Regions from separate parts of the Mus musculus genome. Here all the other regions are linked to region 1. The links are chromatin contacts, called in public Hi-C, HiChIP or PLAC-seq and promoter capture Hi-C maps. All regions are on one chromosome and are shown on one strand. The core of a region is the stretch at or near the end of the contact, and the rest is flanking DNA. Distances in the headings are between cores, read along the strand shown.

Region 1 (4,048 bases), core at 1,157-3,656:
AACACACACAGACACATACACACACACATACACACAAACACAGAGAGAGACACATAAACACACACATAGAGACAGAGACACAGACAGACAGACAGACAGACACACACACACACAAAACCAATTTAAACATTTGGCCACTTGGCAGCCTTGAATTCCTGGGTGCAGAGGCCTGGGCTAGTGAATAACTCCCGGTCTTTTCTCTAGCATGAGGTAGGAGGGAGGAGGTGGCGGTGTGGGGGGCACTTGGGTACTTTTCTCTGGGAAAGCTGCCCAGAGGAGCCTAGGAAGGAAAACAATTCTTTTCACCTGTGAGACAGGTATGGCCTGGGAACAGAGGCTGAGCTGATAAGTCAGAATTCCAGACTGGCCCAAGGCCAAAGCCAGTTGCACCTTGCTGACAGGCTGGCTAATGAGAGAGAGAGAGAGAGAGAGAGGGGGGGGGAGAGAGAGAGAGAGAGAGAGAGAGAGAGTACACGCTTGCATGCTTGTGTTTGTGCACTTGTGCTTGGAGCTAGCTACTGTTTCTCCTGGAGATTCTCAGACCCTGGGTTCCTGAAGTGGCTGTTGAGGGGAGCAATACACCAGCCTAGCTAACACAGAGTAAGCTCTGGTGGTACTTGGCCTCCCAGACTGGGGGAAGGGCTTGGGGTTTGTTATAAGCTTTGTTGGGAATTGGTTTGACAGCTCCCATAAGGCCCTTCACCTCCCAATCCTTCCAGAGACACAAAAGAAAACCAACATCTTGTTCTTGTCCATTCCCGGCTACAGGGCCAGGGGTGCTGTTTGCCGGTTTCTACAGATAGGATAAAGTTCTTTAGGAAAGGAAAGGGTCTAGAAAGCTGCATGGAATGGGGGAGGTGAACAAGAATGAAAGAGGCAGAGACCAGAGAGGTGAGGAGGCCAGAGGATGAGGCGGCAGCCGACACAGAGGAGCCATTGTGTCCACTGGAACCAGCGCCAGACTGGAACCCCCCTCCCACTGGGTCTCTTCTGAGCAGAAGGGGAACCGGCCCTGAGGCCCAAGTATAAAATGTCCTGCAGGCTGCTTCTGCTCTCTCCCACGGACTGAGTTTCCAGTCAACCTTGCTCCACGCTTGCCCTCAGAGTATGAGAAGTTCCAGCCCCAGGCCTCAAAGAAAAGCGAGACCCTGATCCAGGTCGGCATTTTGAGCGTAAATTTACACACAGCCCGATCTTTCCTTCCCCGTGCCTCAGTTTCTCCTCTTTAGTTGTTAATGACTTGCTTGTCGGGCTTGATAAACACTCCTTCCCAAACCGTGAGAGAGCAGAGGAGGGTGTTTCCTACAGTCTGGGCAGCCAGCCCCCCTCCAAGCTCAAAATCTCGGGGAGAATAGTTTCCTCCCTGAGTCTGCTAGATACCAACGCCAGATCTGGACCCTAGGTCTCTGGTAAGGGGAGGGGGCAGGGTAGACAAGGGAGCGAGTGGCAGAGAGCCTGGCTTCCCCGCAGAGCCCCCTCCTCCCACCGCGACTCGTGTCCCCGCAGCGCGTGACCACGGCACTGCGGCTGCAGAGCTGCAATCCTTCCTTGTCCGCGCTAGATTCCAGGGGTGTAAGGTGGGAAGCCGGGGATGGGGGTAGGTGCAGGACCAGATCTTGGTAGCCACGAGTCGCGGAACCGGGGGTGGGTGATGACGCCCTTGCTCCCTCCAAATCCTCATTTTTTTTTTTTTTTGGTTGGTTGGTTGTTTCCGGGAGTTTCTCCACCCGTGAGCGTGTCGCTGAGTCACCTTCTCGGAAGGCACTCGGGGCGTTCATGATCCGGTCAGGCTGTCCCGCGGCTGTACAGAGCCAAGGCATATATTGCAGTGACGCGTGCGGAACCGCAGGTCCAGCCTGTGCCCCTGGCCCTCCTGGGGACTCCTAAAATACTGAGAAACTCGGTCGGGGAACTCCAGGGTCCTCTGGGAGAGAAGCCACCTTCAAGGCGTGACCTAGTTCACTGCAATCCTTTCTTATCTGGGTTCGTTTTCCTCTTGGACTCGCCTCTTCTGGACTTTAAGAAGCGATGCGAAGATAGAGGTGGGTGGGGTCGCGCGGGGGCCGGTGTGGGCGCGCCAGTTCTCTGTAACCGGAGCTAAACCAATGCAGCTTCCTTGGGAGTTTGGTGTCTGTTTTTGGTGCTTGGTAGGATTTGGGAGCTTCTTTTTCCAAGTCTCCGCTAATAATCTTCCAAAAATTTAACTCCGGTTAGTCACGGACACCCTCAGGTCACTTGCCATGAAATATATCACTTACACAACTATGCGTCTTGTTTATCTCCACCGAAGCGCATACACCGGGGCACGTGTGCATTTTCACCCCGAGATCGCCCGAAGGGGTGGGGAGGTTGGGACCACGCCCCCATGCTAGCCTCTCCAATCCTGATGAGAGCCCCCATTGCCCTGTCCACACTGCTGGGTTCCTCCAGTCGGTGAGGATCGTGGATCCCGATCATCCGCGGCAGGCAGCATCTCAGGCCTTGATAGTGTTCCCTGGGGGGAAAGACTCCACCTTTGGAGGTTGCTGACGAGGTACTCTCATCTCGACTTCGTCCCCAAACCGGTTCAGCTTTCTCCTGAAAGGCGTGCCAGACTGCTTCGGGTTCGGCGTCTGAGTGAGCCAGCGGCTGCATCTGGAAGCTAAAAGTAAAGGCACCGCGGAGGAGCAGGGGAGGAAGAGAAGTTCGCGGGTGGCGGGTGACCCGACCCTGGCCCAGAGTCAGGACAGCACTAGGGTCTGGATGTGGAATTCAGGCTAGGTCTAAGCGACGCCAAAGAGGCGCTGCATCCCTACTGTGAACAGCAGTTTCGAGGTTCAGTAAGCGCAGACCCACGCGTACCCGAAGCCCGCTCGGATGCTGGGCGCCGGCATGTGGGCTGCGCCCTCGCTTTCGCGCTCCGCGGATGCGCTGCTTCAGGCCGGGCTCAGAACCCCACCTCTTGCGGACTTCCTAAGCTGTTCCTCCAGCACCGGGCGCACAATCGTATCCGGGGATCCTGCCCCTCATCTGCGCGTGGCCGAGCCCAGGCTGGCGGCGACTGTGTTCGGGGAGGTGCAGTGAGATCCCGGGCGGGTGGGGGACCAGAGCTGCGCGCAACTCTGGTTCCACCCCGAGAGCACAAGGAACGCGGGGCGTGGCCAGGCCGGCCCAGAGGCTCAGCGCCCTCCCCGGGCCGCCGTGAAATTGAGCAAAAAGTTTGAGACCGGAGGGGGGCGATCCCTTGGAGTCGGTGTCAGCCCAGTGCTTCAGTTGTCCCTCTGTCGCGGGTCTGAGTCGGAGAGGAGCTGCTTTCCGCCACTGGCCGCCCGTGGGACAGATTGGGTAGGGATCCCCTTTCCCCCGCGCGCGCCCTCCCGTAGTTGGCGGTGCCTTCGTGGGTCCGTGAAGGAGACGGCCCCACGCCTGCGCCTCAGTGCACACTCGCGCTCCGGCAGGGCAGACCATAGTTGTGGGTCCGCCCAGCACAGGCAGGCTTTTGCGGGACTTGGGCGCTGTTCTCACGAGTGCGGCACGCACCCCCACCCCCACCCTCTTGGAGACTCGGAGCTTCAGCGGCTTCGTAGTTCAGGCAGGGGACCGGGCGACTGCGCAGGTTGCGATGGGGTTCTTCGTCCCAGAGTACGCGCCTCTCAATGCCAGTTCTGGGAATTGTATGCAGTTGGATTCTCCACCAAGCCCGAAGGGTGAAGAGCCGGCCCGACGAAGAGAGCCACGGGTCACTGACTCATGCGTCGGGTCCGAATCCGGTGTCCCCTGGAACGGAATGTTCGTGGGGTGGGAAGCTCATTCTGGAAAGCTAGATCCCCCACCCACGGGGCTCTGGTGATTCAGTCGCGAGCCAGGGGCTCTGGTTGGGCACTTTGTCCCACGTGCATGGAAGCCCAGGCAGAGAACCCCACCACTCTTTCCTCCTGTCCCTCAGATCTGGCCGCCCCGGGGAATGACGAGGGCGCTCACACAGCCCAGGGAGGTGGAGAGGGCGAGCCCCACGGCCAGTCGCCAGACACCCTCCTGGGCAACACCGATAAGAAGCTGAACGCAGGAG
Region 2 (4,048 bases), core at 550-3,049, 450 kb before region 1:
CACATTTGTTTCAGAAGTGTGGCTCAAGTTATTCCTTAGAACCCTACTGGTAGCAATGAGCTATGAACCAGGTGCTGAGGCCCAGGAGGGTAGATACCACCTAGGTAAGACTCAGTTTAAGAGACAAAAAATTCCCAGTATGGTAGCACATGCCTTTAACCCCAGCACTCAGGAGGCAGAGGTAGGTGAATCTCTGTAAGTTCAAGGCCAGCCTGGACTACCTAGTGAGTCCTGGACAGCCAGGGCTCTATTACACAAAAAACACTGTCTTGGAAAAACAAACAAAAAGGAATCACTCCCAAATAATGAAACTAAAGAGCCCTGGTGAATTCCTTGCACTTAAAAGCCTGAGGTAGGAGGACTGCCTCAAATTCAAGGCCAACCTGGGCTACAGGAATGAAACCATACCTCAAAAACCAGAGAGACTGGTAGAAGTGGGGACAGTCATTAGATGGCATCAGAGTACTTGGCTCAGCCAAAGAACTGGACAAAGTATACCAGAAAACAATGTAAGGTTTCTCAGATTACAAGATAAAAAGGTTTGAGTTCGTATGGTTCCATTCAGCTGTCTCCTCCTGTCCCAAATATCCTTTCTTGGTGCAATAAAAGAGGGGCAGCTCAGGTTAAAGAAGTGGTCACCAGGCACATGTGCTGGCCAGCCCCTTCCCAAGACCTACGCACACGAGGTCAGCAGAACCTGGCCTTGTCACTGCCACCTTCTCCTCTGAGTCAGCTTCCCAGGTGACAAGTCCCAAGATGGGTGCCTGTCTACACTGGGTGTGGGCTCTGACCTCCATCATGTCTCTCTTGGCTCTCAAGTTAATCCAAGCCCGGATAGTGCAAGTCAGGAGAGTCAGAATTCCAAGGAACAAGAAACAAGAGGAACAGAGAAGCCCAGCAGTTCAAGGAGGGGAGAGAAAAAAAGAATCTTAAAGTTGGGAGACCTTTGTTCGGGGAACTGACACAAGCCATTAAGAATTCAAGAGAACCAGGCAAGAGACAAGCCTTTATAAGGGTCACCGGGTTAAGTAGTTGACAGACATTTAGTTCCACCACCTCTAGGGCCTCAGCCTTTCTTTTGGAACTTGAGAAGTTCTGGAATATACGAGAAAACTGTACAGGAGTAGTTAAGCCTATTGACTTTGGGGCCAAGTTACCTTCCTTCAATTCCCCTTCTGTTACTCACAGCACAATGGTCTAAGTTATTTTAACCTCATTAGGCGTCACTTGCCCTACCTGTAAAATGTGTCTAATAGTTTCTGCGGCACAGGATTATGTATTACCTAAGGTAGAGCTGACGCAGCATAGTAAAGACGTAGTGAACGCCTAATAAATAGCAACTATGTTTTAAGACTTCGTTTGGGAAGGGGTTCAAGAAATCACCCGTGGGCCTCACTCGGCTTCCCAAACAAACCCTGACACCATTCTCTGGCCCCACCCCCACCCATCACCCCAGCTGATCAGCACTCCGGCCCTCCCCAACGACCCACCCACTCCCTCCAGCCCCGCCTCCGGCCGTTACCACCCCTTTCTCCCTCTTTCCTCCCCCCCCACGCCCCCCCCCCCACAGCGCTCCATCAATTTCCTTCTCCACCATATCCCACCGCCCACCACACACAGTGGCCGACACCCGCCCTTCAAGTCTCCAGGATCCTTCCGCCGTGTTTTCACCTCTCAGTGTTGTTGACGATCACTCCGCCGCCCTCTGAGTGATTCTTGTTGAGCGCCATAGTCTCTCCCACTGGGGTCCCGAGACTCGCAACGCTCTGCGCTTGCGCTGGTCTTTGGCCCGCCTCTAGTGGCGTCGTTCGTATTACAGTCAGCCAATCATAGTTCCTGCGCGCAGGCTGACCAACCACCTGATCTGGACTGTCACGTGGGGAGAGTTTACTCCCGCTCTCCCTCCCCCAAGTTGCACCTGCATCACAAACAAGCAGCCAACTACAATTCCCAGCAGGCAGTGGTCCGGCAACCGCGGCCTCGCCCTGCGTTTAGTGACGAGTGCATTCTGGAATTTGTAGTCTTTTTTTATATTATAGGCCAGGCTAGAGATTATATTTACAAGACTACTTAAACATTTGTACGCCTCTCTCATCCTAGCTTCCTCATGTTAAGCAAACTCAATCGAAGAAATGTAACTTAAATTTGATGATCTGGTGTATGGTACATTTAAACATTACGTAACCAGCCGTCTTCATTTCCGCAACTGTCATGAGTAGTTCGCGCTTACATTTGGGTATTCATTGCAAACTTACAGAGCAGTGCGAGATGCAGTCCCTTCTACAGTGGACTGGCAAAGCCCGAAAAAAATAAAATACGCCACTTTAATCGACCCAGATCCAGATCCCGGACCCAGAGTCGGACTGTGAACTTCTGGGGACTGAGCGGTCCGCTCCCCACCCTCTTCCCCGCCCAGCACCTGCCGCCTGCCGCCTCGCGATGGCGCTGCTTCCTGCTCTGATCTAGCGGATCCCGCTGCAGAAGTTAAACAGCAGGGTTTAAACAGGACCTAGAATAATTGAGTGGACTGACAAAGCACATGACCAACCGCCAGGTAGGACTTTGAAAATACCACTGACTCGTTTCTGCTAGTGGGTGTCTCCCCACTGCGCTGTAGTGAATCTAAACTCCACCTCTGAGTTGTATCTTTCGCAGGGCTGTCGAGGGTTGGGAGAACTCTTCAGTTTCTGGGTGGCATCTTAGCGTACCTACCCTTAACCTTAAGACACCAGTGTTTGGTTTGAAGCAGACAGCATGGTGCCCTACATCCTGGAACATTGCCACAGATTTGAGGCCAGTTTGGGCTGCATAATGATTTCCAGACCAGCCTCAGCTGCAGAGTAAAACAGTTCTGGGAAATGGCAGGTACATTATTAACTCACAGTGCAAGAGACCCTTCTGTTCGCTTTGGGGTTGTTTGTCTGTTTGTTTGTTTGTTTGTTTGTTTGTTTGTTTTTCTAGGTGCACACTAATAAAAGTCAAATGGCTACAGATTTTTGTTTGTTTGGTTTTTGAGAAAGAGTCCTGAGATTACAGGTGTGTACCACCGAGCCTGGGTTTACAAAGTTATGATGATCAGTTGAGTCCAGTATTCATGCACATCACGAAAAGCACTGTTCTAAGCTGGACTATGTCCCTAGCCAGCCCAGCAGTTTTTAAAGAGCATAGTCCAAGATGGGTATTAGTAATGACGCAATCAGGGATCAGAGGTGAGAGGACGGCTGGGGGTTTGAGCCCTGGCTCCTTGTTTGTGTATTCAATTCCAAACCGTCCAGCGACTCTGTCCCACAAAGATAAAACAGCAACAAATCCAGTAAAAGAAAATCCATAGCCACATCTGGTGGCACACGCCTTTAGTCCCAGCACCCGAATCAGGTGTTCACAATGGACAATGGTCTGTAACTCCACTCCAGGCAGTCTGGTATCTTGTTCTGGCTTCTTTGGGTACCTACATTCACACACACACACACACACACACACACACACACACACACACACACACATACACACGCAAATAAGAAGAAGAAGAGAAAAAGAGGGAAATCCTTTCCCGGAACCTGAGGATCTTTCCTGACACTCAGAGTGTTGCTAACAGGACGGGTGCAGAGTTCATCTCAGGACCCGAGTCTCTGAGAGGGAACACGTTTCTAGGCTCTGATAACACCTCTCGGTGGTTGAGACTCACTGAAGTCACTGGTTTTTTTCCTCTTAACCTGATTGTTATGTTGGGCAGACAACTTACGAACAGCCTTGTTTGGGCCAGTTTCCAACCACTTGACTCCATAAAGCCAAAAGCCTGCTTCCTTGAGCGAATTGTTGGATTGGCCTGGCCAGACTGGTGTTTCCTGATCAACACTTCTGTTCTCTGTAGATAGGAATATTTACGGGTAGGTTAGCACAGGTATCTTTGCTTTATCTCAGCTTCCTCTTTTTTTAAGGATTTATTTATTTATTTATTTTATATGAGTACAGTGTAGCTGTCTTCATGCACACCAGAAGAGGGCATCAGATCCCATTACAGATGGTTATGAGCCACCATGTGGTTGTT
Region 3 (4,048 bases), core at 847-3,346, 420 kb before region 1:
AGGAAACAAGGTGTTCCTGCTTAGTGGGGACGAGCACGTCTAGAGTGGGCGGCACCACAGTGAGAGCTTGTGGTGATTTCAGAGGCCTGCTTCAGGGGTGCACAGGGGGATTGGGGTGGGCGCGGACCTTGATGAGGGCCACAGTACGGCGGGACTGTGCGATGCCGGCACCCAGTTCATCCATGCGGTCCTCCGCAGCGCTCAGGACTTTGGACTGCTCCACCTGTGGACCAGGTTTTGTGAGATTGGTGTCTGTCAAAGGTCCCCGGAACTGCATCAGATCTCAGAATTTGGGGGGCTAGGTAGTGACATTTGTGAATGAAGGGAACGGAAATGGCCGTGAAGTCCCAGAATATCCCCAAGGCAGCTCTGGCCCAAGCTGGTGCCATTTCCAAATGCCTGGCAAGGAAGCAGGTTGTGGGCATATGACAACCTGTTGACCAGAGAAGCCAGTATAGGGCCACCTATGATTCTCTATTTGGGATTGTTTTCCCCCTGGGGAAGAGGCAAAGTGTGAGAGGGTGGGGTAGGGTGTGACGTGACGGAACCAGAAAAGAGGACACTAAATAGTCCTGGGGATTAGTCTCAAAAGAGCCTTCACCCCCAATCCAGCTCTGAAAAATGGGGATTCCGGGCAAATCCCTCGGCTCTAATGAGTCACAGCTCCAGGCAGGAGAGGCGGAAAATCCCAAAGCCAGAGGCGCCAAGACCGGGATGGAGGCCAAAGGAAACTGGGGGTGGGAGGTAGCGGGACACTGGGCACATGCTCCCCACGGCCCCAGAGCATTCGGACAGAGGAGATCTGTGTGACCAGCCCAAACTCCGTCGCTCTCCTGGTGCCCGCCACACCCATACAAAGTGGCTGACTCAATTCAGGACGAATCTGAATTGAAGAGGGCATCAGCTACGGGGCCCCGCCCGCACCCAGCGACTCCTGACCCCCACGGCTTCTGAGGGCCTAATGCGGATCCCTCTCTCGCTTTACACTTACACTAATCTAGCTAAAGCGCTCTCTCTCTCTCTCTCTCTCTCTCTCTCTCTCTCTCTCTCTCTCTCTCTCGGCTTTTTGCCACTCTTTCATCTTACTAGTCCCTCCCGACTCTCTTTCCATCCACACCAGCCCCAGCAAATGACAGTGTAGACCGGAAGAGGTTGCAAAGATTCTCAGGCTAGAGGAGGAAACTAAGGCAGAGCCTATTGAGTCAGAGAGATGAAGCCCATGTAAAGGCAGGAGGAGAGAACCAACCCCACAAAGTTGCTTCCTTCATCTCCATGTGCACAGCCATAATGATAAAACAAATATATAACAGACACACCCGGATAAGAGTGAGGGACTAAATAGCTCTAGTGTCCCTCCTGTCACCCATCTCCACGTGTCGACTCAAGGTGCCCCACCTCCTGAAGCGCGCGCTCCTGCTCCAGCGGCACGAGCTCGTGGCCGCGATGGTCCTGAGTGGCACAGGCCTCGCAAAGGCACACACGCTCCACGCGACAGTAGCGCTCCAGAGGCCGCAGGTGGCGCGGACACAGGCTCTCCTCAAGTCGGCGCAGCGGGGGCACCAGGCGGTGGCCGCGCAGGGCGGGGCTGCGTTCGTGGGGGGCCAGATGCGCGGAGCAGAAGGAGGCGAGGCAGGAGAGGCAAGAGAGCGCGGCGGGCAGGGCGGCGCCCTCGGGGCACGCGTCGCAGCGCACCGGCTCCTCACCCGCGGGCCACTGCTCCGGCGCGCAGGGAGCCGATGGTTCCGGAGCCGGAGGTGGTGCGCTGGGCGCGGAGGGCTCGGGCGTGGCGCCCCGGGTCGATCCTGAAGCCGGGGCGGACATGGGTCCCGGGACCGAGCCCTGGCGGAGCTGCAGCAACTCGGACAGCGTGTGGTTCTTGCGGAGCTGCAGGCCGTCGGGGAAAGGCTCCTGACAAAGTGGACAGCGAGCTGGACCTCCGGAACCACCGGTGCCGCCCGCGCTCCGGTGCGGCCAGAGAGCGCCCAGGCAAGCGAGGCAGAAGTTGTGGCCGCAGGGTAGTGTCACCGGCTCCCGGAGCGGTTCCAGGCAGATGGGGCAGCTGAAAGGCCCGCTGCCGTCCATGGCTCCGCCGCTACCCGGGCACCGCCTGTGCTGCTCCCGCCTGGGAGGGACCTGGGACGGTTCGCGCCCGGCACCGCCCCTTGGGACCCTGGCCAAGGGTCCGGCCCCCTCCTACCCCTCCGCAGCTCTGCTCGCCCCAGCGCGGCTCGCCACCGCCGCACCCACCGGTCAGCAGACGCCGCGAGGCCGGCCAGCCCTCCAGGGGAGCACGACCCTCTTGAGACTTCTACCCAGCGTGGGCGGAGGCGGTGGGACTGCCAGAGGATTGTGAAAAGGAGAGGACCCGGAGCGAGAATGTGAGGGGATTCATGGGGAGGAGGCTGAGAGGACATTCGATCCTCCATCCTCTATCCTGGTCAGCCAGGTGCCATGGTGGGCGTGCACAGCCATGTAGCCAGCGCCTTTCCCTCCAGACCCCTCCCAGGTACAGTTAGCCAAGTTCCCTGAGTTGCTGACATACAGAAAAACTTACTGCTGGTATGTGTCTGTTTTGACCTCTTAGCGACTGTGTTTACCCGCGCTGGGGAACTTAGCCTTGTCTAGATCTGAAATGGGAAGCTGACATCACTTGACAAATCCCTTGTCTGAGGAATTTACTTCCGTTCATGGATACTCGCGGGTGCCTGTAGTTCCCCAAAAGGAGACACTGGTTAAGGCCTGCCCAACTATGCATTTAGAACAGTGCGTCTAGTTGCAAGGACTTGTGCTTGAGATTTAGTCTCTGTATGTAGCCCAGAGTGACCTAGAACTCTTCATCCTCCTGCCTCAGCCTCCTGAGTGCTGGGATCACAGGCTTATGGCTTCTTCGTGTTGTTTCTGGGATAGGTCTTTCTTACATAGCCTTGGTTAGCCCAGAGCTTATGTTGGCCTTGATTCCCATGCCTCCACTTCTCCAGTATTGAGATTCCAGGTGCAGGCCACCATGTCGGGTAAACTGACATTGTAATAATGCAATAATGTTAAGCTTTAAACTATGTAGAATCAAATTGTCAAAATTATTTTAGTAGTTATTTTATATGCGCACACTGTTGCTGTCTTCAGACACACCAGAAGAGGGCGCTGGATCCCATTACAGATGGTTGTGAGCTACCATGTGGTCAGTGCTCCTAACCGTTGAGCCATCTCTCCAGGCCCTTATTATTGTTATTATTATTATTATTATAGAGTGGAGCCCACAGTTGGTAAAGTGTAAGGGCCTGAGTTAGATTCTAGCCCCTGGTTAAAGGCTGAGCATGGTGTCCAAAACCAAACGAATAAACAAAGTGGGTGGAATAGTGTTGTTACAACCCTCGATAAAAAAATAAGCATCCATGTGCCCATGTGATAGTTACCTGTAACTATCAGCAGAATCCCAAATAATTCCTGTAGGCTCTCCAAAGTGACTCCTTGTCTGTGTGCTAAGCACGATGGCTTCTGAAGGCACCGAGCGAGCGAGCACTCTCTCAGTGGGAACACTGACACAGCTTACCCAGACAGTCAGAGTGATCATCAGCCATGGTCAGCCGTACCATAGCATGGAGTCTTTGATGATGGGATGGGACGGGGTGACAAATGAGCTACCTTGCTCATGTACCTACATGTGCCCTCCCAAGTGCCACCATCACATCTGTGTGTCACCATGCCATGGTGTACACGTCCATTTGCGAGGCTGTAGACAAGGCTCATCCGTTAAGAGCACTGGTTATTTCTGCTGAGGACTCAAGTTCAGTTCATGTCACGTCATTGTGCTTACAACCACCTGTAACTGCAGTTTAGAGGGATCCAGCGCTCTCCTCTGGCCTCCGAGGAACAGTGCACGCGGTGAATTTAAAGGCAAGCAGACAAACGCGCCTGCGCATAAGAGAAGGCAAACCAACACTTTTAGTTAACATAATGGAGTCATGGAGGCAGTTCTTCCCACGGTAGCTGGCTAATCTCCAGCTGCTGAGAGGGTGTTGGTGCACCCACGTCTTTAATCCCAGTACTT
Region 4 (4,048 bases), core at 871-3,370, 400 kb before region 1:
AAAGGCATGCATCACCACACCAGCTAACTTATTTTTTTTAATGTATGTGTGTTTGTGTGTGGGTTGTGTTTATGTAAGTGTGGGTCCATGCATACATGCCAAGATGCACATGTGAAGGTCAGAGGGGCAACCTCAGACATCTCAGTCTGTACCCTGTACCTTGAGACAGGGTCTCTTGTTTGCCACTGTGTGTGCCAGCCTCCCTGGCCCTTGAGCACTCTAGGTCTCACATCCTCTCTCCTCTCGAGCACAACTCTGTCCCCCGGAGCATGAGCCACCTGAGCCTCTGTGCTGAGAGCCTCTAACCTCCATACCCAGCTGGGTCTTTCCTACACTTGTCAGGGGCAGCAGTGCCTCAGCCTTACCCCTTGGGGCTTCAGAAGCTGCAGGGCTCACCCTTCAAGTCTCTGCCACTCACCCTTTGACCTCACCCTGGCCCTGTCACCAGCACCAAAATGCCCCAAGCATGTATCCTTAACCCAGCTTTCCTTCCCTCGTTGGTTTCAGCCTGCCTGTGCTAGTCTTCCACAGCCACTCAGCTCCCTCCCTTCCCATCCCTGTCCCTGTCCCTGTCCCCGTCCAGTCACTCCTCCACTCCCTGTCCACGGCCTCTCGGTCCATGCACTACAGTCCTGGTCCTCTCGCTCCATCTCCTCCGTCTCATCCCTGGTAATCTCAGCCTCACTTCTTGGCTGTGATGGCCATGGGCAAGGACATAGGCCACCATGGTACCAATTCCGTGGTCACTTTTGCCTTTAACTAAAACCTCTCAGCAGCCTGGGGCACCTGGAGAACTCTCCCTCCTGTAACTGCTTGTGCCCTGGCCGCCATCTCTACAGCTTTGTCAGGATGTAATCCCCTGCCCAACAAATTTCCACTCCTTCTAGGGATACCATAGCGACTTCTTTCACTTCACTGTCCGCATCTCTTCCCAGCTCTCAGTAGATGTCTGTGCCCCCACCCCTGTCTGTGTACCCCACACACTGCATATCCCAAACCAGCTACTCTCTACCCAACCTCAGCACACAGCAGCCCGGTCTCCCGAAGAAACCCTTGTCCTGCGTCTTACTCTCTCCACTGGGCACCGGGCTCCCACTCACTTCTCATTTCTTTTGTTTTGCAGCTGAGACCTCCTTCCTCTTACCCCTCATCTCTTACCCCCTCCACACCCCAGCTGGGGCTCAGACTCCAGAAAGCAGAAATCTGATGACATCATCACCCTGTCTCAGCTTGGAAAGGCACTGCACATCCCTAGAGGAAGAGTCACGACCACCATGCAGACTGGCCCTGCTGACTCTACATTCACGTTTTGCTGAGACTCTATCTGACCCTTGAGTAGATCCTTCAGTCTCTGAAGGGCAGAAATCACACTTACTGAATGCTGGCCACCTTAGCGAATGGGGCTGCCAGCCCTGACCTAACACTCTGGCTCTACTTTATTCAGAGGACCTGGGGAGAGCTGCGTGCAGCAGTCAGGTGCACGTGCCCTCTGGGTTCATATGGGAACCCGCAGATCCTGCTGCAGCCCCTGGCCCTGGCCACAAGCAGTTTCGGCCCTCGGAGAGGCCCTTCCCGCACCTCGCGCACGCGGCGCTCCACGTCCAGCAGCGCCCGCTCGTGGTGGCTGCAGTCGTGCACCGTGCACGCGCTGCACACGCAGAGGCCCTCCGTGCGACAGAAGAACTCGAGCGGCCTCCCGTGGCGCAGGCAGCGAGCGCTGTGGCTTGTGGCGGAGTCCCGGCGCGGAGTCACGGCGGGCGGCGCCGGCAGAACGGGCAGCGCCTGCAGCAAGGTGCTCATCTTCACGTTGCGGGACAGCTTGGCGCCCTCGGGGAAGGGCTGGCGACATTCCGGACACGACTTTTCGCAGGAACGCCATGAATCCTGGATGCAGTTCCCGCAGAAGCTGTGCCCGCAGGGCAGCGTCACCGGGTCCCGGTAGCGACCTAAGCAGATGGAGCAAGTCACCACGTCCTCCTCCAGCAACTGAGCGGCCATGGCGGAAGCGAGGCCCAGTGCTCAGATCTCTTAAAGGGGCCGAGGCTACCAGTGCGAGCACTACGTTGGGGAAGACAGTCCAGGAAGTCGCGGCAGTGCGCAGCCTGGTGCACTAGAACGTTCCTTGGCAGGGATCCAAGTCACCCTTGCTTGCCCGCCTTCTGACGCACTGGGAGCTGGGGCGCGGCTCCCTCCGGTCCACCCTGACTATTTGTGTTCCTTCCCTAGACTCTTTTTTGGGGGGGAGGAGTGGGTGGGAGGGTTTCGAGACAGGGTTTCTCTGTGTAGCCCTGGCTGTCCTGGAACTCACTTTGTAGACCAGGCTGGCCTCGAACTCAGAAATCCGTCTGTCTCTGCCTCCTGAGTGCTGGGATTAAAGGCCCAGGGCATGGTGTCTGTTCACAGCAGTAAAACCCTAAGACAGGCTACTGTCATCTCCTCTACAGCTGAGCAGAGCAGATGGGAGTTCCAGGGTCCCCAAAGGCAGTATGAATCAGAGATCACTCCTAATGGAGTAGGCAGAACTGATTTGTTTCTAGGCCTCTAGCCTCACAGTGGGGGCTCCAGGCCTTGGTGGGGGCTGAAATATGCTAAGGTAACAAGCAATCTGTTGCTAGGTCTGACAGGGGCAGGACTTTCTCCTCGAGGAGGTTCTGATCCCGGGGCTGTCTTTCACAAAGATCACAGGCTGGGCAAAGGTTCACTTTTCATGTGTACCCCCAGCTACCGGGCTGCTGGGCACCTTCTGCTCACCCACAGAGCACTAAAGCTTCACTAAAAGGGTCTGGGTGCCCGAAAGTGAAGACATATTGGCATCAGGAAAAAAGTATTTTATTCACATAGAATCGAGGCACATCCACAAGCCCCTGGGTGTCCTGGGAGAGGCCAGCATGGGACTGTCTCAGTTGGCTTCAGATGGCTCTCTCCGGAGGTGTGACCTTCCAGCTGCTGCGACAGTTCCCCCTCGGAGATGAATGTACTGAGTCTCTCAGTAGATTCCATAGGTGGGCTCATGACTGTCCCTGTATCGGTCCAGATAGCGTAGGGGCTGCTCGTGGGGGAAGCGCTTCTGTTTGGGGTGGTAAGGGGGTGGCCGTACAAATTCAAACACAGGTTCCCGCATGTCTGCAAGAAAAGTAAGGGGAGAGTGGTGGACTTCTGCTGACCTGGGCCTCCTTCCTTGCCTGTGAGGCTGGAGTTCTGCCAGGGACTTTTTTGGGTTTTTCGAGACAGGGTTTCTCTGTGTATCCCTGGCTGTCCTGGAACTCAGAAATCCGCCTGCCTCTGCCTCCCGAGTGCTGGGATTAAAGGCATGCGCCACCACCGCCCGGCTCACCCTGGCTTTCAAAGGCCATCTCCTGGCATGGCAGGAAAGGTCTTTATCCCCAGGCCTGCCTGACCACTAAGCCCTTACCTAGAAGCTGGTGGAAGGTGTGGGTGACAGAGTCATCCCAGCGGCACTGGAAAAAAGCCAGACCGGCTGGAGTCATGGCTTCCTGGTGTCTCTTGTAGAAATCAAAAGTGCGGAAGGTCCTCTGGGCCAGCTGGTAGCTATGAGGAGATGGGCAGCATGTGAGGGGAGGGAGCAGGCAGGCAATCCTGGGAAACCCCTGGAGTGCACCCAGCACGCGGGACTGCTGCCAAGCGCAAGACCTACACCAAGAGCAGGAAAGAGCAAGAGCCACCATCCCAGAGAGCTGGCTTGAGGCTCAGGGGACAAACAGGGGTGTCGCTTACCAGGGTGAGGGACGGGTGTCCTCTGAGAAGTTGATTGGCTTGTCCTGCTTGAAGAGCAAGAAGGCAAAGCGGTGGAAGCCAGAGCCTCGAGCAGGGAAAGGAGGGAGGTAGGGACATGTCTCCTGTCCTTCAGCCACTCTGTTGCTTGGGATGTTGGTTCTGGTAGGAGGAAAATACCCATTAGTTGCCATGCCAACAAGGTGGCAGGGGAACCCCAATGTTGCGCCCCAGAAGCAGTCACTCCCAGGGCCAGACCCTGAACACTCCTGCATTCGATGACCACAAGCCGACCTCAGGGACATGCTGCAAACAG
Region 5 (4,048 bases), core at 1,106-3,605, 390 kb after region 1:
GTAACCCTCGCTCTTCCTCTGCGTCTCCACTAGCTGTGAGCCTGCTGCTCAATGCAGAGGCAGGCAATCCCTCTGCTGTCTATATGGACAGTTCCAATAGAGTAAGATCCAGAGGAAGAGGTCAGTGGGGAGCTACCTCCTTCTGAAACAGAGTCTCATGTAGCCCAGGCTGGACTCAAATTCACTGTGTAGCCAAGGCTAGACGTAAGTTGCTGATCCTCCTCCCTCCACCTCCTAAGCACCAGGATGCTAGGTGGACACCACTCCTAGCTGGGAGTGTCCTTTCCCATGTTCTAAGTCCAAGTTCTGGTTGAAGGAAGGCCATTTCCCCAGATGGTACACTGCAGTCATACCTACTAGGGCAGACAACCCTCAGGGATGTCAGAGAGGCATAAACAACCCCCCTTGAGCTTGGGGAGATGGGAGGTGTCAGGTCAGAAGAGACATTCTTTTGTGTGTGTGTGTGTCATGTGTGCATGTGTGAGGTCACATGTATGCCATGATGCAAGTGTGAAAGTCAGGGGATGTGAGAGAGTGGGCTCTTTTCTTCTACCTTGTAGGTCCTGAGGTCACCAGTCTCCCCATGCTGAGCCATCTCTCAGCATGCTCAGCATCTCTCATCTCTCTGGACCACATTCAAAGTTCTTGACTTTGAAGAGCCAGCAGAGCCTTCGTGGTCTTAAGACGTTCAGGCTGGATCAGCACTACCCAAAACCAGACAGGCACGACTCTGGTCAGGAAGTGCCCCAAAGCCTTGGGTACCGAGTATAAGACAGTCTGTGATGGTGAGTCTCCTCCCCAGCTCAGGAGAAAGCCCTTTGCTCTGGCTAGTTTTTCGTTGTTATTGTTGTTGACACAAGCAGGACTTACCAGTTTAGAAACTGTCTTCTATCATAGCGGTCTACAGGCAAGCCTGTGGGCATGTTCTTGATTAATAATGTAGGAGGTCCCAACTCACTGTGCTGGTGCCGCCCTGGGCAGGTGGTTCTGGGTGGTGTAGAAAGCAGACGGGAGCCTTGGAGAGCAAGTCTGTAAGCAGCACTCCCCCACGGCCTTTGCACACACCCACCCACACACACCCCCACAGTCTCTCTGTCAGCTCCCGCCTTCAGGTTCCTGCCTTGTGTTTCTGCCCTGACTTCCCTTCATGATTGACTGCCAGGGGAAAGTGTTAGCCAAGCATAGCCTCTCTTCCCAAGTTGCTTTTGGTCAGGATATTTATCTCGGCAACAGAAACCTAATTAGGACACCCGTGTTTTCTTCCATCTTAACCTGGTTCCATCCAAGCACCCTGGCATCCCCAGGCCCTTTGCAGCTTTCTCTGCCTCCCTTGAGCCTTTCCTTACCAGCGGTGACTGCTTTGTCTGCTTCTCCACCAGCGTTCACCTGTTACCTAGTTGCCTTACTCCCGCCAACGAGAAAACAGGCGATAAATTGGTGTTGGCGAATTGATGTGTTCGCTCGCTCGCTAGGTAGCACATTTGCATTGAGCAAGGGCAGTCTGACCGTGCCTCAGTGAAAGAGTGACGGATGGAGGAGGGAAATTCGGGCACTCCAGCCAGCTGGCTAAGGAAATGTCTGAGGGCGATGGGGTCTCTGCTGGGCCTCTAAATCATGCATCTTGTCTGGGTGCCTCCAGCTGCCACAAGCCTGGGTGATAATTTCATTCCTGGCTGTCAAGACCAAACTCACATCAACTCTAAGTGAGGAAGTGACAGGACAGTACACACACACACACACACACACACACACACACACGCAGGGATGGTGTGCGCAGGGCTCAACAATGCTAAAATTTAAGCCTGTGGGTTTGGGAATTGACTTTAAAGAGCCTTGGTGAGCTTTTTGGTCATTAGTTGTATACTAGAAAGCCCGTTAACTCAGTGATTGAGAGGGTCCAAGGCTAGACCTCAGGCATACAGCTGACGGCTCCTGGCATGAATGCCACAGCCCCAGTTTATTATAGGCAAGTGAGAAGTGGGAGGACTCGGGGAGTTTCTCAGGGTGGGTGGGTGTTGCCGAGAGAATCAGCGGGTGAGAAGCCATAGGTACGGAAGCTCTTGGGGGTGGTAGTGGTGGCTCGTGCTCTGCAGGAGAGACAAGGGTCCCCTCTCCGCGCCCCATCTCCCCTGCGCGATGCAGTTACCGGAGCAGCCTCGGCTCTCCGGTCTGCTGGATGCCCTAGGAAGTTGCATGGTCCAGGGAGGGGCGCAGAGCCATGGCTCCCGCGCTCGCGTCCCCCTCCTCCTCGCACAGCCCGGGGAGGGAGCGCAGCGAGACTGCGGCCACCAGATGGCGCTCAGGCGCCGAGGAAACGCGAGGCCGCTCCCGGGCCGCCTCCTCAGAGGGAACAATGCGGCGCCTCGGGTTGTAGCGCCGCGCGGGAGCCCGGAGCCCGGAGCGCGGGTGGCCGAGCGACCGAGCGGGCGAGCGGGCGGGCGAGGACGAAGGCAGGCGAGCGCGCAGCCGTTCCTTCCCAAAGCCATGGGCGCGGCGCTGCGCGCGGCTGCAGAGCGGCGCGGCCGGAAGGTGCGGGGGGCCGGGGTGCGGGCCTGGGGCCGCCTCTAGCCGGCTCTGAGGGCGCGGGCCCCGGGAATGAGGGCGCCCGCCGCGGGAAGCCCGTTTGCGCGCCGCGGCGCCGTCCCGCCCAGCCAGCGAGCCTAGCAGGCAGACGCGCGGCCGGCGATCTGGGGGCGCGCCGCCTCGCCTTCCCCAAAATGTGAATCGGGGAGGGCGGAGACGCAGAGAGCGCCCGGCCCCAAGCTCTCGCCGAACCCCTGCCCTGCGCGCCCAGGCCGCGCCGTGCCCCGCGCGGGGCTGCAGAGCCACCGTGCCCCGCGCTCCCTCGGTGCTGCGACCCCCCGGCTTCGGCCCGCAGCGGCTTCGTGGTTCCCGAGGCGGTCAGAGCCGGGCCCAGGACGGTGCGTCCGGCCTCGCCCCCGGCTTCTCGCCCAGACAAGTTTGAACAATGATCACAGTCAACCCAGATGGGAAGATAATGGTCAGAAGATGCCTGGTCACCCTGAGACCCTTTCGGTAAAGTTCTCTACTGGTTGGCGCAGGGAGGTCAAGACCTCCCCAAGGGGACTCATGGTGGAGCTGGGCGAGGTCGGTCCCCTCAGGGGGTGCGAGTTCGGGTGGCAAAGGAGGTTCGCGAGTCTATTCTCGATGAGGGCCATGGGGATGGGAAGACGGAATTAGATAGGGTTGGGGTATGTGTGTGTGTGGGGGGGTGCGGGTCTGGATCTTTCTTGAGTTGACCAAGATTGGAACGATATCAGGTATAGAGAGGTGAGCATGGAGTCAGAAAACACCAAGATCAAGGTCCTGGGCTCCAAAGTGGCCCCAGCCAGCAAGTCCCTTTCCTGCCCCTTGCGGTCTTTTTCATCTCTTGTCGGTCCTATCTGAGCTGCGAAGTTACTGTGGGGTGCCTAGGAAGCACCCCTGGTGTCCCGCCTGTCTCCTAGGTCGGCCCGCCCATCCTCTGCCTAGTTCATCCCCCTTCCTCTCCCCCTCCCTCCCCCTGCATCTCACTCATCTTCCTGGTGGGGGACAAACCTGGGTCTGACAGGAACGTCCCCAAGATTGGGGCAAGGACCCCCTTCTGCTAGGGATTCACTCCCAATCGCGGATCTCCAACAGACTAGATAGGCATAGCAGGTGCATGGAACACCTCCCTCCCTCCCTCCCTCCCTCCCTCCCTCCCTCCCTCCCTTCCCGTGGACAGTCCTGGCCAGGCAGGGGTGCAGTTTGTGAGAGACTCGCTAAGACCTGTTGGTCCAAGAAGGGACCCCACTTCCTTCCCCCAGACTCCAGCAGAGCTAGGCCCCGAGGCCAGACTAGGGGAGAGGGTGTCTGGGAGGCCTGAAGTACTGCCTTGTTTGGCAGCTGGGCTTCAGAAGACACAGAGGGAGAGATGGGCACCGTTGTGGGGGTGGGACTCGGGACTAGGCCACAGGTGGAGTCCGATCATAAACCTTAAGGCAGGTGCTGGCTTTTCTCCCAGGTTCTGGGTTGATCCCCGGTACCTCCAGACAACCTCCTGTAC
Region 6 (4,048 bases), core at 656-3,155, 360 kb before region 1:
AATAAATACACATAAATAAAAGGTAGAATTCAGCATTTCCCAGTGCTTGGCTCCAAGGCTCTTAAGAATCCTTCACTTAAGAGATCAAAACCCAGCAGGGTAGCAGTGGTTCATGCCTTTAATCATAGCACGCAGGAGGTAGAGGCAGGCAGATCTCAGAGCGTGAAGCCAGCCTGGTTTACAGCGCAAGTTCCAGGACAGCCAGGAATTGGTCAAACCTATTTCTATAATCCCAGAATTCCTGAATTGAATGCCATTCAGTGAGTAAAGGTGCTATTGCCAGCAGGCCTGCCTATCTGAGTTGGATAGCCCAGGACACGCATTATGGAGGTAGAGAATTGACTCCTGCAAGTCTTCCTTTTACCTCCATGTGCGTGTGTGCTCCACTACGCCAGATGAGTAAGTAAAGTTCAAAAAGAATTCCTGAGGTGGGTATGATCATACACACTTAGCGGCAACCCTAGAACTTGGCAGGAAAATCACAAGTTCTAGGCCAACCTGAGGTATGTAATAGAAAAAGCAGTCTGGAGGTGGTAGCACTTAGGAGGCAGAGGCAAGTGGATTTCTGGGTTTGAGGCCAGCCTGGTCTACAGAGTGACTGCTAGGACAGCCAGAGCTACACCGAAAAACCCTGACAAACAAATCAAAAGAGACAGAGATGAGTATTTGAGCTGGACTGGATCCCCAGTACCCATAGGGGCTTACAAACTGTCACTCCCATCGGGGACAGATGAATGGATCGATGTGTTTTTTGATTGCCCAGACATGCATGTGGTGCACAGACAGACACACAGACAAAACACCCATACGCATAAAATTAAAATTTTAAAAAGAAGAAAAAGTTAGGCAGTGCTTCATACCTGCAATCCCAGCACTTGGGAGGCTGAAGCAGGATTGCTGAGTTAGGGGCCAGCTTGAATGATATATATAGTGAATTCTTGGGCTAGGGTAAGCTCCTGCCGCAAGAAACAGATTGGGGGAGGGGTGGGAGGGAGAGAGAATACATGAGGATTCCTTATTCACTTATCGGCCTTTCCTTGGCTTGGAGAGTATTTTAAAAGTAGACCATATCCTTTACCCTGGAAGTGGTGACAAGTGGAGCCATTTGGAAAGAGAAACCACATCCGGACTCAAATCCCTTGCCAGGAAACTCTCTATAGGCTGCATCTAGCACAAAGCCTGACAGTGAGTTCACATATGATAAACATTTCATACAGGGAACAGAATTTCTCAGCATTTCCTACCTCCTCTTTGTCTCTTACACTTCACCCAAACCCACCTTCACGTGCCTAGGAAGAAAGGCAGCTGGGGCGCTCATCTGTCTTCTCGGTGTGCCTAGTCTCTTATTAAAATGCAAAGTGTATCTGGGGTTGTGGACACAGGGGAATGCTTGTGTTTCTCCTGTGCAATGGCAACTTTAGCGATCTACAAGTCCAAACGCGTTTTCGCTCATATCACATCAAAGAATTTCTGCTATCTCCTATGCATTCCGTCGCAGCTTCCCAGACAGGGCCGGGGGTACATTTTCTAGGGGCAGCTTGTAATGGCCAAAGTGTTCCAGAATATTGTCACGTCTTCACATATTCAACCAACTCCATGAAGGCATTTTAAAATCCGCGAGCCCGCCCCTCAGCCACAGCGGGTCCCGGAGTGTAGCGCCAGGCCAGGCATTGTGCCTCTCAATGTTCCATCCCCCGCGCGCCCATCCCGTCTGAATCCAGACACAGCCGAGCTTCTCCCTAGTCCCTAGGGGCCCTGTTAAGAGCTGTCCTTTCAGAAACAAGGCCACGGAAACCAAGCCCAACCAGATCCCAGGGTTCCGACTCCACTCAGTGCGCTCCGTTCGGCCAGGCCTACCACCTCTCCGCCGGCGACAGTCCCACCTCGCAGCCTCTGGCCTCAAATAGACGGTGGCGTGGAGGATTCTAGGAACTGTAGTCCGTCGCCCGTTCACTAGCGGGCCGAACCACAGGACTTGACCGGAAGGACTACATCTCCCAGCGTGCCCCGCAGCGGGGGCAAGGCGTCTGTTGGATGCTCCGCGAGTTGCTAGGAGCTGTCTCAACGTCACTCCCGTGAAGCGCGGGGAAAGCATCTCCCGACTAGGTGCAAGGGAGTTCCTCAAGTTCGGAGGGCTAATTGGTGACCATGATCTTCTTCTTGATCAATCATAAGGTCAAAGCTGCTCTGTCAGAAGACCCAAAACTATCAACAAAGGCACACAGTGGACATGCCACGCCCAGAATCATAGCGTTTGAAACCTAGGCTAGACCTAGATTGTCAATTTCCTAGGTCAAAACTGGCTGTTGAGACCAGCTACATAATAGTGTCTCGGAATTAACACAACACACTTTCTTAGGTGCAATCCAAAGAAGGAGTAAATAAATCTCTAGCCAGAGGCAAGGTGGTGCTCTGCCAACACAGATGCTCCAACTCTCTACAAATTTAATTTTAAAAAATTGTTTTATATGTGCTGATGTTTAGATCGAGTCCACCCTCCATTGTACTATTGTACCTGCTCCAAATCTTCCCATAGCTGTTTCCTCCCCAACTTCATGTGTTCTTATAGAAAAGAACTTAGTGCCTTGAACCCAAGACTACCAGCCCAGGGATGGCACCACTCACCATGGGCTAGGCCCTCCCCCATTGATCACTAATTGAGAAAATGCTTTACAGCTGGATCTCATGAAGGCAATTACTCATCTGATGCTTTTTCCTCTCTGATGACTCTAGGGTGTGTCAGGTTATACACAAAATCAGCTAATACACCTGTCTTACAAGGAAAGAGAGGAGAAGGAAGAAGGAAGAGGAGGAAGAAGAGAAGGAAGAGGAGGAGGAAGAGAAGAAGGAAGAAGAGGAGGAGAAGGAAGAGGAGGAGGAGGACAAGGAGGGGGAGGAGGAGGGAGAGGAGGGGGAGGAAGAAGAGGAGGAGGAAGAGGAGGGGGAGAAAGGAGGAGGAGGAGGGGAAGGAAGAGGAGGAGGAGGAGAGGGGAGGAAGAGGAGGAAGAGGAGGAAGGGGGAGGAAGAGGAGGAGGAGGAGGTGGAAGAGGAGGGGAGGGAGAATCTTGTATACAGTTTGTAGGAGGGAAATGGAACAGACTCAGGAGAAAGCAACCATACCACGGATGATGTCGGCCGGAAGCTAATCAAGCAGTGCTGCCTAAAAGGGACACAGGTTCTCTCAGGGACACCACATAAAAGGGACACAGGTTCTCTCAGGGACATAACATAAGAGGGACACAGGTTCTCTCAGGGATATCACATAAAAGGGACACAGGTTCTCTCAGGGACATCACATAAGAGGGACACAGGTTCTCTCAGGGACACCACATAAAAGGGACACAGGTTCTCTCAGGGACATCACATAAAAGGGACACAGGTTCTCTCAGGGACATCACATAAGAGGGACACAGGTTCTCTCAGGGACACCACAGACCAAGCACAGGAGTGTCTTGGGAATGATAACTCACACTCTTTTTTTTTTTTTTTTTTTTTTAAAGATTTATTTATTATTATATGTAAGTACACTGTAGCTGTCTTCAGACACTCCAGAAGAGGGAGTCAGATCTTGTTACGGATGGTTGTGAGCCACCATGTGGTTGCTGGGATTTGAACTCTGGACCTTTGGAAGAGCAGTCGGGTGCTCTTACCCACTGAGCCATCTCACCAGCCCCAACTCACACTCTTTAGGAAGAAAAAGTCAAATTCCCACAAACTGAATCCTCAATCCTTCAAGGCCCTGGCCCCAGCCTCAGACTAGACCTCAAGTCTGCCCCTGGGCAAGGACACAGAACTAGCAATCCTTTTTTCCTTTCATGGGGCCTCTGGGAAGCCTTCCTTACAGGTTAGATGATTAGTTAAGATAGAGCTCGAATGAGACCTCCAAACTGTAACAGGGCCCCAGACTTAATAGGCCCCAAAACTGACTCCATGATGGAAGTACCATTCAGGCTATAACATTCAGTGAGCAGACAGCACCACCTGTCAACACTAAAACCAAGACCTAATCCATCAAAGTCCATAGTTCTGAGAAAGTCTCAATGTACTA
Region 7 (4,048 bases), core at 543-3,042, 330 kb before region 1:
GAGAATATCGGATTCATTCTGAGGTCTGACAGGTTCTCCACGGACTCTCACACTTTCTATTACTTTATACTCAAACTACCCATTACATAAAAACAGAATCTGATAGTGTTCCAAAATAGTTCAATGTCTGGTCTTGCAATACAGTTCCTCAGAAAATCAGTAGGCGGATTTCGCCACCCCCTCTCTGTTTTGTCTTCAGTGCTGAGACTCAAACCCACAGCCTTGAGACACTAGGCAATCTGTGTTCCACTGCGCCACACCTTTGGTATCGGGAAGCTTTCTTACAAAGTGAAGGTTCACTTTGCACTTAAAGAACTTTCATAGGGATGTTTGGAACAAAAAGCTTTTTTATTATTTGCCTCTCTGTCTCCCCCATCCCCCCAGCGGGCTTCACTAGTGTTTGCCCGGCCTTCTGGCCCACCCTCTCCCACAGTTTCGCCATGTAACCCTGGCTGACGAACAGGAACTAGCTCTGCAGACCAGGCTGGTCTCAAAATCAGAGATCAGCCTGCCTCTGCCTCTGCCTCCTCCGAAGTGCTGAGATTAAAGGCATGGGTCACCGTGGCCCAGTTCAAAAGAACTTTATAAATTAAAGTTTCATCTTATTGTGTGTGGGGGTACAACAGCCACCTCTAGCAAATGGTCAGAGGACAATCTAAGGGAGGTGACTCTCTTTCTACAAATTGAAATTAGATGATTAGGCCAGGTAGCCACCTCACCATCCCTTAAAGTTTGTTAAAATTAAAAAAAAAAACAATTTTGGGCACAACCGTTCATTATTAGCATTTTTACAACTATGCTATGCTATCCTACTAAAAGATCTAGATGCAAAAGTAATATTATTTTTCACACATAAAATTGAATCATGAAGTATTCAATTTAAGCCTTTAAACGACATGCGCGGTAAGAAGACCTCCCCAGACTGCAGCTGTAGTTTGGGCATACACTAATGTGCTAAGATACACCTACTTTTTAAACCACATGATTTCTTCAGGGTCTGCGATGCCAAATTCCCTCATCTTCTTCACCATGGTGGCACTCTTCTTAACAGCCACCTCGTAACGCTGGCTTCGAGTGAGGAAGTTATAGTCCTCATGTTGGAAGTCTGGATCGTTCAGAATCAAGTTCTCTGAAAGAGGGTTAAATGACATCAAGAGAAACAGGTACTCACCCTCCCTGACTCCCATCAGATTAGAACAGAGGACGTTCCCCTCCTAATCCTGACACCGGACGCCCATCGAAGTAGGGGTCCCCGCTTCCCCTCAACTCCAGAGGCCCCAAATCCTCATTCACGGGGGTCTTTCGCCTGGTTCGGTATAAGAGGCCCGGCCCTCCAGGCTCACCGATTTCTCGACGGCGCCGGGTGTTCTCCGGACTACCATCCAAGATGTGCGTGATTAACTCTGGATTGAAGGTGGCGGCGGCCCGCTCCTTGCGCAGATCGGGATTCATGACGGAGACCAGTGCTGGGGGCAGAGGAGGTGGCGACAGAAGTGACAGGCACCAAAGCGATGACAACCTGTCTCCGCAGCTCAGGCGCCGACCAGGCCCTATGAGCGGAGCGAGACAGCCCTCGGCCCCGCCCCCTCGAGCCGTCCCCGCCCCGTCCCCGCCGCCACTCCTCACGTGACCGGCTGCAATCCCCGACGCTGGTACCGCCCGCCGGACGGACGAATCCCCTGCTGCGGGCCAGGGGAGGTCCCCGAGCGGCTCCTCGCCAAGGAAAGCAAGGTAAAAGGTCAAGGGACCGCAGTGGCACTGGAAAGGGAGTGGGGCTCTTCCCGGACCTCACGTCTCCAGGTTCACGTGATCTTTCCGGGAGGAAAAGAGCCCTGGAGACGCGCGCAACCGATTGGCCAGGGCCTTGAGGGGCGGGATTGCGCCTGCGCTGTGGGACTCACCTCCTTTCAGGCTAGGGCGGTGGGTGTGTGTGTGTGTGGGGGGGGGGTCCTCTCACCACAGTGTCCCCGGAAACCAGAAGGGAATGGGTGTCAAGGGTCTCGGGCGGGGTGAGGAGGCTAATAGAGGAAAGCTGTTGATTTTACTGGAACCCAAACAAATTGGAGCGAAAGGGTAACAGGACAAAGGTTACGTTCGGGAGACGGTTCATTGTCGTTGGCTAAAAATATTGCCGACTTGACTGACGTTAGAGACTTGGGATGCAAGGACCTGGTCCTGCGGAGCTTCCGGGTTTATGCACTGGGCCTGGATTTAAAGCGAGAGGGAACAGGTCCAGTTTCTCTACATTTTATAGCCCAAGTCTTTTCCCACCTAAACCGGCAGGGCAGGTCCTAGAAATTTTGAAATCTAGACTTTACTTTGCCATATCATTATCGTCATCGAAGATGTACCTACGCCTAAGAAGTTCTAGCGTAGGATTTATAACAAAGAGTTCCTGAGCCTCAAAGACAGCCAGTTTTCACCAGTTTGTTTTTTAATTCTTCCTTAAAAATTGCTAAGTAGTAGGCTGGAGATGTCGAGCATGCACTAAAGCCAAAATATAATCTCAAAGCACAGCATAAACTGGGCACCGTGGCACACACAGGCTTGCAACTTCAAGTGGAGGTCTGAGGATCACGAAGTCCAAGATCATTATCAGCTATATAGAATCGGACTGAAGGCAGCCTGGGCTGTGTAATGCCTTGTTTCAAAAAGCCTTTAAGTGCTAAGTAAAATGCACTCTTTCTTCATTTGATTTCATGCCACCAAAAAGAACTACGCCGGTAGTGGCGCACGCCTTTAATCCCAGCACTGGGGAGGCAGAGGCAGGTGGATTTCTGAGTTCGAGGCCAGCCTGGTCTACAAAGTGAGTTCCAGGACAGCCAGGGCTACACAGAGAAACCCTGTCTCGAAAAAAAAAAAAAAAAAAAAAAAAGAACTACATTTCTTCATTACCTCTCTAACTTGCCCTTGTAACAACATATGTAAGACCCTTTTACAGTAACGGTGCTGAGAATGGGTTAAACGAATGAAGGCTTTAGCCTGAATGCAAAGTTAATGGAGCCCCCAAAATTCAATATTTTAATGCACTTTCTTTTCTTTTTTCTTTTCTTTTCTTTTTTGTTTGTTTGTTTGTTTGTTTGTTTTGTTTGTTTTTCGAGACAGGGTTTCTCTGTATAGCCCTGGCTGTCCTGGAACTCACTTTGTAGACCAGGCTGGCCTCGAACTCAGAAATCTGCCTGCCTCTGCCTCCCGAGTGCTGGGATTAAAGGTGTGCGCCACCACGCCCGGCACACTTTTTTTTCTTGATGCAGGAGATAGACCTCTCAGCTACATCCTCAGCTCCACAAAATTTAAAAGTTTAAAAGGGAAAAGAAGAAAAATTCTGAGAAGTTAAATAAAGACTATATCATTGTTGTTGCTTGTACCTTTGGCTCTGGCTCCATATACCTGAGCAAGGTTCTGTTACTGAGGATATTTTCAAGGACACTTAGGCACTGATATCTTGTTTAGTTGGGTTCTTGTGAATTTTATTCCTCTTAGCAGAAGCTTGGATCCCAAATACAATTAACAAGTTATTGATGAGATAAAAACCAAGGCTATTGCTTACTGAGGTAAAGGGAAAAGACTACATGGCAAACCTTTGGCAGTATCTCAGAGAGGGAAAGGTATGGTCAGATTTATCAACAATTGGAAGTTTGACCTGGCCTGTTGGCATAGGCCTGGAACATCAGCTACTCAGGAGGCTGAGGCAGGAAGATCACAAGTTCAAGACCAGCCTGGGTTGTAGAGAACTGTTAGTTTGGTTTAAGGCAGCACTTTGAACCATGAGTTTTAATTATAGCTGCATAAGAATGGCAGTACAGGTTGGGTGGGGTGGAGATTCCTTCAGTCCTCCCACTCAGAGGCAGAGGCAGAGGCAGGTGGATCTCTATGAGTTCTGTGCCATCCTGGTCTACATAGTGAGTTCCAAGCCAGTCAAAGCTATGTATTGAGGCCCTGTCTCAAAATAATAACAACAACAGAAACCAGCAAAAACAACAAAAGAATCAGTACAAAATTGGAAATGGCAAGGTGAGGGGATTCAGATAGCCTCTGAGAGTGGACT

The links. Promoter capture Hi-C pulls out the DNA fragments that hold promoters and counts their contacts. A called contact is a pair of places that touch in the nucleus more often than the background predicts. HiChIP or PLAC-seq counts read pairs in DNA pulled down with a chosen protein or histone mark. Capture Hi-C pulls out chosen DNA fragments and counts their contacts.
Region 2: a contact with region 1 is called in a Hi-C map of extraembryonic endoderm stem cells, with 2.7 times the contacts expected there. The contact joins the promoter of Wbp2 here to the promoter of Sphk1 in region 1. A contact is called at or near these places in 7 of 39 promoter capture datasets (the C10 cell line, embryonic stem cells, liver and 2 more), 1 of 484 Hi-C or Micro-C datasets (extraembryonic endoderm stem cells) and 3 of 115 datasets of contacts at active chromatin or transcription factors (extraembryonic endoderm stem cells, large pre-B cells and pancreatic cancer cells).
Region 3: a contact with region 1 is called in a FOXA1 HiChIP or PLAC-seq map of pancreatic cancer cells. The contact joins the promoter of Trim47 here to the promoter of Sphk1 in region 1. A contact is called at or near these places in 5 of 39 promoter capture datasets (the 3T3-L1 cell line, embryonic stem cells, pre-B cells and 1 more), 3 of 484 Hi-C or Micro-C datasets (cerebellum and embryonic stem cells), 1 of 115 datasets of contacts at active chromatin or transcription factors (pancreatic cancer cells) and 1 of 9 other capture datasets (adipose tissue).
Region 4: a contact with region 1 is called in a promoter capture Hi-C map of embryonic stem cells. The contact joins the promoter of Trim65 here to the promoter of Sphk1 in region 1. A contact is called at or near these places in 4 of 39 promoter capture datasets (the HPC-7 cell line, the SN4741 cell line, embryonic stem cells and 1 more), 2 of 484 Hi-C or Micro-C datasets (embryonic stem cells and nephron progenitors), 3 of 115 datasets of contacts at active chromatin or transcription factors (large pre-B cells, memory CD8 T cells and stem cell-derived neural progenitor cells) and 1 of 9 other capture datasets (embryonic stem cells).
Region 5: a promoter capture Hi-C map of liver shows a contact between it and region 1. The contact joins the promoter of Mgat5b here to the promoter of Sphk1 in region 1. A contact is called at or near these places in 1 of 39 promoter capture datasets (liver) and 1 of 9 other capture datasets (liver).
Region 6: a contact with region 1 is called in a promoter capture Hi-C map of adipose tissue. The contact joins the promoter of Fbf1 here to the promoter of Sphk1 in region 1. A contact is called at or near these places in 1 of 39 promoter capture datasets (cranial neural crest), 2 of 115 datasets of contacts at active chromatin or transcription factors (embryonic stem cells and stem cell-derived neural progenitor cells) and 3 of 9 other capture datasets (adipose tissue, liver and pancreatic islet).
Region 7: an H3K27ac HiChIP or PLAC-seq map of embryonic stem cells shows a contact between it and region 1, with 2.9 times the contacts expected there. The contact joins the promoter of Acox1 here to the promoter of Sphk1 in region 1. A contact is called at or near these places in 9 of 39 promoter capture datasets (the C10 cell line, cranial neural crest, embryonic stem cells and 3 more), 1 of 484 Hi-C or Micro-C datasets (forebrain), 6 of 115 datasets of contacts at active chromatin or transcription factors (embryonic stem cells, extraembryonic endoderm stem cells and pancreatic cancer cells) and 4 of 9 other capture datasets (adipose tissue, embryonic stem cells, liver and 1 more).

Annotation. Positions count from the first base shown.
Region 1 is chr11:116,530,045-116,534,092 of GRCm38.p6, forward strand. Sphk1 (sphingosine kinase 1) reads left to right here and starts at 2,407. Exons shown (of 6, transcript NM_025367.7): 1 at 2,407-3,324; 2 at 3,926-4,048.
Region 2 is chr11:116,085,196-116,089,243 of GRCm38.p6, forward strand. It overlaps Wbp2 (WW domain binding protein 2), which reads right to left and starts at 1,800. Exons shown (of 8, transcript NM_016852.3): 1 at 1,672-1,800. The coding sequence starts at 1,730.
Region 3 is chr11:116,108,139-116,112,186 of GRCm38.p6, forward strand. It overlaps Trim47 (tripartite motif-containing 47), which reads right to left and starts at 2,097. Exons shown (of 6, transcript NM_172570.5): 1 at 1,396-2,097; 2 at 128-223. The coding sequence starts at 2,082.
Region 4 is chr11:116,129,008-116,133,055 of GRCm38.p6, forward strand. It overlaps Trim65 (tripartite motif-containing 65), which reads right to left and starts at 2,121. Exons shown (of 6, transcript NM_178802.4): 1 at 1,579-2,121. The coding sequence starts at 1,998. It overlaps Mrpl38 (mitochondrial ribosomal protein L38), which reads right to left. Exons shown (of 9, transcript NM_024177.3): 7 at 3,736-3,894; 8 at 3,413-3,549; 9 at 2,810-3,123. The coding sequence ends at 2,987.
Region 5 is chr11:116,916,508-116,920,555 of GRCm38.p6, forward strand. It overlaps Mgat5b (mannoside acetylglucosaminyltransferase 5, isoenzyme B), which reads left to right and starts at 2,356. Exons shown (of 18, transcript NM_172948.3): 1 at 2,356-3,036. The coding sequence starts at 2,969.
Region 6 is chr11:116,166,273-116,170,320 of GRCm38.p6, forward strand. Fbf1 (Fas (TNFRSF6) binding factor 1) reads right to left here and starts at 1,906. Exons shown (of 31, transcript NM_172571.3): 1 at 1,280-1,906; 2 at 861-956.
Region 7 is chr11:116,197,253-116,201,300 of GRCm38.p6, forward strand. Acox1 (acyl-Coenzyme A oxidase 1, palmitoyl) reads right to left here and starts at 1,793. Exons shown (of 14, transcript NM_015729.3): 1 at 1,344-1,793; 2 at 970-1,129. The coding sequence starts at 1,452. It overlaps Ten1 (TEN1 telomerase capping complex subunit), which reads left to right and starts at 1,603. Exons shown (of 4, transcript NM_027107.1): 1 at 1,603-1,731.